Regions from separate parts of the Zea mays genome. Here region 1 is linked to region 2. The links are chromatin contacts, called in public Hi-C maps. All regions are on one chromosome and are shown on one strand. Each heading gives the region's core, a stretch centred on a gene start, on an enhancer-like site or on the middle of the called end of the contact. The rest is flanking DNA. Distances are from core to core; before and after follow the strand shown.

Region 1 (2,804 bases), core at 31-2,530, 130 kb before region 2:
ATGCTTGTAGAGAAGAGGAGGTTTCTCAACACCAACAACGTGGAGCGGGATGGATTTGAACAAGAATGTTATTCCTTTTTGCCAGAGCAGACAGATGAGAAAACAAAAGGGAAGCAACAATCCTTGGAAAACTTGCCATCATCCCTCTCCTTCCCTCCTGCTACTATGCTACAAAACATCTCATCCCGCCCACCATCCTCATGATGCCTCCTCTACCAAAGAGGAGGAGAGGAGGAACAAAGTTTCCCCCACCCACCCATTTCTCTACACAAACACACCCACCCTTATTTCTCGTGCTTCCTTTTTTTTTAGTTTTGTCATGTTTATCTTACAGCGTCCGCCGGTTCCTCCAGCTGGATTTTTTTTTTGTTTCGTCACTAGACTAGACGGAACGACGGATCCGCACCGCGCGCCCATCATGCGACGACGATGCCGGTGGTGAAGAAGATCTGCCCGCCGCCGCTGCACGGCGAGCCGGCCACCATCTCAGCGGCCGACTTCCTGGGCACGTCGGCGGCCGCCGCGCGGCGCTTCCGCTCCTTCTCCTCCTCCGCCTCCCGGAACTCGTCGCTCACGATGGCGTGGTACCGGCACTCCATGCTGCAGAAGGCGCGCTCCCCGCGGTACATGAAGACGTCCTTCCCGTCCAGCGCCCGGCGGCACATGTCGCAGCACGAGAGGAACTCCGCCACGCGGAACGCCGCTCCACCGCCGCCGCCGGCCCGGCCGGACACCGGGCCGCCGCACAGACTGGTGGCGCACCGCCCGCTGCACGCGAGCTCCGATACCTCCAGCCGCGCCGCGCGCCGCGGGATGGACACCCGCGGCGCGGCGGCGGCGCCGGCGCCGGGCAGCGGGCCCTCGGCCTCCAGCGCCGCCAGGATCCCGAGCCCGACGCCTCCGACGGCGTCGCGGTGGCGCCACCCACGGGGCGACGCGCGGTCCAGCGGGCTCGTCGGCGACGGAAGGCCGTCGTGCTTCCACTGGGGGATCTCTAGTTTGCGCGCCATGCTCCTCGCCTTCTCCACTATGCCTCGCTGTTGGAAACGGAAGAAGAGGGGAGGGGAGGAGGTTCGCGCTGGCCGTGCGCCCGTGCCCGTGCTCCGGTGTCCTTGGCTGGCAAGCTGCTCCTCTATGCGGACCAGAGGAGGAGATCAGGAGAGGTTGGAGGGCGAGGAAGTGGGAGAGAGGGTGAGTGGTTTCCTGTATTTGTAGCCCCTGCAATGGCGGTTTCCAGCCTTCCTGTGGGTTTTCTTTTCCTGCTGATAGACCTTTTCTTTTATTTTCATTACTTTTTTCTGTGTGTATACGTGCTATCCCTTTCCCTTCTTGCGGTCCGGGTTATGACTATGTCCAATAGTCTTTCTATTTTAAAATCACTGTATAAATAATCTCTCTATATCAAAATAATAATCATTTTAACTCTAGATTTTATGTTCATATTCATATGAATAATTATGAACCTAGATATATATATATATATATAAAAACTATACATTAATTATTGTATGAATTAATTATTGTGTGAATCTAGTAATTTGGGACGTAGGGAGTAGTGTTTTACATATTAATTATTGTATGAATTAATTATTGTGCAACGGTCACCGTATTAGGTGGCTAGTTCTTTTTTTCGGGTGGGCACCGGACTGTCCGGTGACCTCTCCTAACTGTTGATGAGCTGACGTGGTTAGCGTTGATCCCGCTGTCGACCGTTGGGTCGCCTAAGAGTTGTTGGTCGTCTGCCACTGGACATGTCTGGTGCACACCGGACTGTCTGATGAAGCCCAGTCTAACCTAAGTTTGGCTCTTTTGAGCTGAACTCCTTCATTTTTTCTCGACTGTTTTTGTGAGGTTCTCTAACACTTAGACAAACATAGTTAGCCACTGGAACAATCGACTAAATGATGGGTTCATACCCCCCTTCACTTCTTTTCTCTAGGATTTATGTTTTACCTCAAACAGAGCTCCAAATGACACTTTCTCTATAAACATGGTTTAGAGAGCAAAACTAAAGTTCCATATGCATAGTAGAAGGTGTATGCAACATTGCTTCTTTTGGCCTGTTTGAGGTCGATGTTGGATTCCAAAACTCCAAGTCTCCAAGACTTGATCTAGATTGCTATCTAGGAGCTCTAACACTCTGCAAAGGTCACACAGAACATATCCAAACACAAGAACACCCCAACTAAAAGTCAGAAAGAACTTAGCTCTTTTGGGTTGCTTCTAAGTTCTGGATTTGACATTACTCCTCCTTCTAGCGACCTTGCTTTACATCTTCAACTTGATCTTGAGTCTTATGACTTACACTGCATAAATATAGATGTTTCCTCATTGGTTGTAAGTCACATACTTAGATAGTGATCCTCGATTTACCATAGCTCTTCTCAACTCAATCAACCTTGACTTTGCAAGTCTTCTTCTTTACCCTTGGCTTTGGGTTCCTCAGCCTCCTTGACCTTCTACCGTGCACTCGGTACCTCGAAGCTCTTCTTGTTTCCATCCTTGGCTTGATCAGCTGTCTCTAAGATATGATCGCGGAGACTCACTTAAGCATTATTCTTCACTCGTGATGTCCACAACCATAATCAACTCAACATTTGGACCATAACTCTTGAACACTTGTGTTGAACTTTACAAGCTCTATACTAAGAACATGTCCAATACGTAACAGACCTGTCAGCCCTTTAATTGGGTTGTCATCCAAATCACCAAAACCCACAAGAGAGCTTTCAAGATCCTTACGAGGACTTAGGTTCTTTGATTGAGTAGAAAGAGAGGGCTCGAGCTTGATCTTTGGAATCATT
Region 2 (2,700 bases), core at 184-2,683:
TTTCTTTTGAGTTGGGCTGAATATTTTGTTAAGTCAAGACGTTCTTCAAAATGCCTGATTTAATTTGAGACTATCCATTCAGTGGGTAGGTTTAGGGATGACAGCGGGTAAGATACCCGCTGACCACACAAAGCTATATCCATACCTACTATACAAATAATACCTTATTATCTGTATCCACTAACCATTATATATAGGTACAAAATTACCCTATACCTATATCCACCAATATTCTAGTAGACATGACCATTTTAATCACAAAAGTAAGTACCAAGAAGCAAATGCGGAAGCAAAGGGAAGAAAAAGAGACAACAGAGGTAGAGCCGCTCAACGCCTCAGCTGCAGACCGCCAGAACCTAGACCGCATTTACAATTTCACATATGGTTATTGGTTTGATATATTTTTATAGAGAACACTTCTAATAATTGGACACACATGTCATATGTTAGTGGGTATGGGGCAAGAGTGACAACGCCTTAGCTGCAGACTGCCAGAACCTAGAGCGCATTCACAATTTCACACATGGACACATGGTTATGGTTTTGATATATTTTATAGAGAACACTTTTAATGATTGGACACACATGTCATATGTTAGTGGGTATGGGACAAGAGAGACCATACTTATACCCAATGGTTATAGTAAATGGCCCAATAAAATATCCGTGGGCATCAAAATCCGCCATACACCTACCCTCATGGGTTTTCCCATCGGATATCGTGTTTTGCCATCTATGTAGGTTGAGATTGTGCTCGAACGTTGGTGGACCGCTAGCATGTTTCTACTTCAAAGATTATTGGAATTAATGTTTAGGTCAAATTCGACCTAGGTTGAGTTTTTCCCTAGATAACGACCTTTGTCTAGGACATTTGTAAGGGCATGTACAACTCTGATACTCTGGTTCGATTTTCTAAGTACAAGAGATAGTTAAGAGGCTGAATGATACAATCCTGAGACACTAGATCATAAATGTTGCAAAGAGACAACATGTATGAAGAGCCGTGAACGTCTCCTGTATTTTTTCAAATAACCACTTAGAGACCTCTCAAGAGATCATATATTAAATAGAGTTATACATGCTCTAATAAAGTTTAAGGATATTAAATGGAGTTGTACATGCTCTAATTAAATTTAAGGTTAATGCCAAGCTCGTTGAGGTCGCACCAGGCCCACAGCCCAGGCGAGGCCAAATTTGCTCAGGTCTAGTTAAATTAATGGTGACTAGGGCCTAAGAGCATCTTTAACAAATACTAAAAATTTAGCTCGCAAAACACAGACATTGGGATCTCCTTAAAAGTATTTAGTCCAATGAAAAAGGGCAGTATTTCAAGAGCTCCATATATTTTTCGGGTTTTTGACCGGTTCACAAATCTGCCACCGGTTTGTCGTTACCCGCCATCCGCTCCCACAACTCCATATATTCAGGCAATACGCGTCGTCAGCTCTTTATCTCGCAAGAATCGCCGCTAGAAAATACCTGCACACGCAAGAATCATTCGCCGCCAGGAAATTTCTTCACAAAGCCACCCTGCCAGATGCCAAACGCACGAGCGTCATCAGGTATTGGTAGATCATCAATCTTTTTTTAATTTGGCATACGCTCTGATGGACAAGACGGGAGCAACTTCTTAAATAAATCCACTCTAAATAAACACGCTGTCCGGTGTGTATTCTTGAACTTTAATCAATTCGCTTCGGATTAAACCCGATTGTTTGGACTGCTGGAAATACAATCTATAAAGACAAAAACAGTGTTGTCAGTAAAAACCGGCACGTATTAAAGTCAAGCGAACAGGGTGTATCAATCCATTTCATTTTGTCATATGTTTACACATTAATAGCTGCAAGGATATTTCATCATGGAGTACAAGTTTGCTGCTAGGCATCACAAATAAGGGAGTTCAAAAAACATGAAGAAACTGGAGTACCGAAGGGAGTGATGGACCTGAGAGTTTTTTATCCTATCCATGCAGTGCATAAATCAGAAATATTCTCATATACAAGCAACGAAAATATCGGCACATATACAATTAATAAAATTTGAGGGTCAGACTTGCATAGATGTTCACCTAAAGCTATTTACAGCCTGAATTTATTTGCAAAAAAACATACTAGTTGCAGAGTTATCCTACCAGTTCGCTTCTATAAAGGGACCCGATGTTTCCCCTACAACTATTTCCATACGGGAAATTACCGAAGCACCTACAGGCCACATCTAGTTCTTCAACAAATCTGATTTGCCATATCTCTACATCGATCCTGAGCCGGTGCTGATCGATTTCCCATCGCTGTTGATTTGGTTCCCTTCGTCGGAGAAGCGCCGCTTCCGGGATTTATCGAGGTCGCATGCAGTGAAGCACGGCCAGCACGCGATGGGAAGCAACACAGATAGCCGCCACGGCTCGCACGCACCACATATAGCCGCCACAGCTCGCGCGTGCGACCAGATGAAGGCGCGAAGGAAGGAGAATGGCGCTGGAAAACGAAATCGTGGGGATTGGGTGCGTCGAGCCGAGCATCAGCGGAGATATGCGCAGGCAGGCGGGCGCTTGATTTGCGCATGCAGCATGATTGGGAGACGATGCGGGGAGCTATTTTGGAGACCTGATAATATGGTTTGGAACTTGGATATTGGGTGTCATTGGAGTTGCTCTAATGCTACAAGTAGGTAGGGTTGAACGATTTTATTTATACTTAG

Evidence for each region. A called contact is a pair of places that touch in the nucleus more often than the background predicts.
Region 1: a Hi-C map of leaf mesophyll shows a contact between it and region 2, with 2.6 times the contacts expected there. The contact joins the promoter of LOC103636115 here to the enhancer-like site in region 2. A contact is called at or near these places in 3 of 25 Hi-C or Micro-C datasets (bundle sheath, leaf and leaf mesophyll).

The regions. Positions count from the first base shown.
Region 1 is chr1:70,417,683-70,420,486 of Zm-B73-REFERENCE-NAM-5.0, reverse strand. It overlaps LOC103636115, which reads right to left and starts at 1,280. Exons shown (of 1, transcript XM_008658482.2): 1 at 51-1,280. The coding sequence starts at 1,010. The coding sequence ends at 417.
Region 2 is chr1:70,290,829-70,293,528 of Zm-B73-REFERENCE-NAM-5.0, reverse strand. All of the region lies in intron 1 of LOC103636094, which reads left to right. Among protein-coding and RNA genes, the nearest start is that of LOC103636094, 15 kb to the left of the region's middle. Within about 2 kb of position 1,433, at least 3 of the 20 cell types and tissues checked have an H3K27ac peak or open chromatin away from gene starts, as enhancers often do. A contact at or near this core is called in leaf mesophyll, where this site is marked.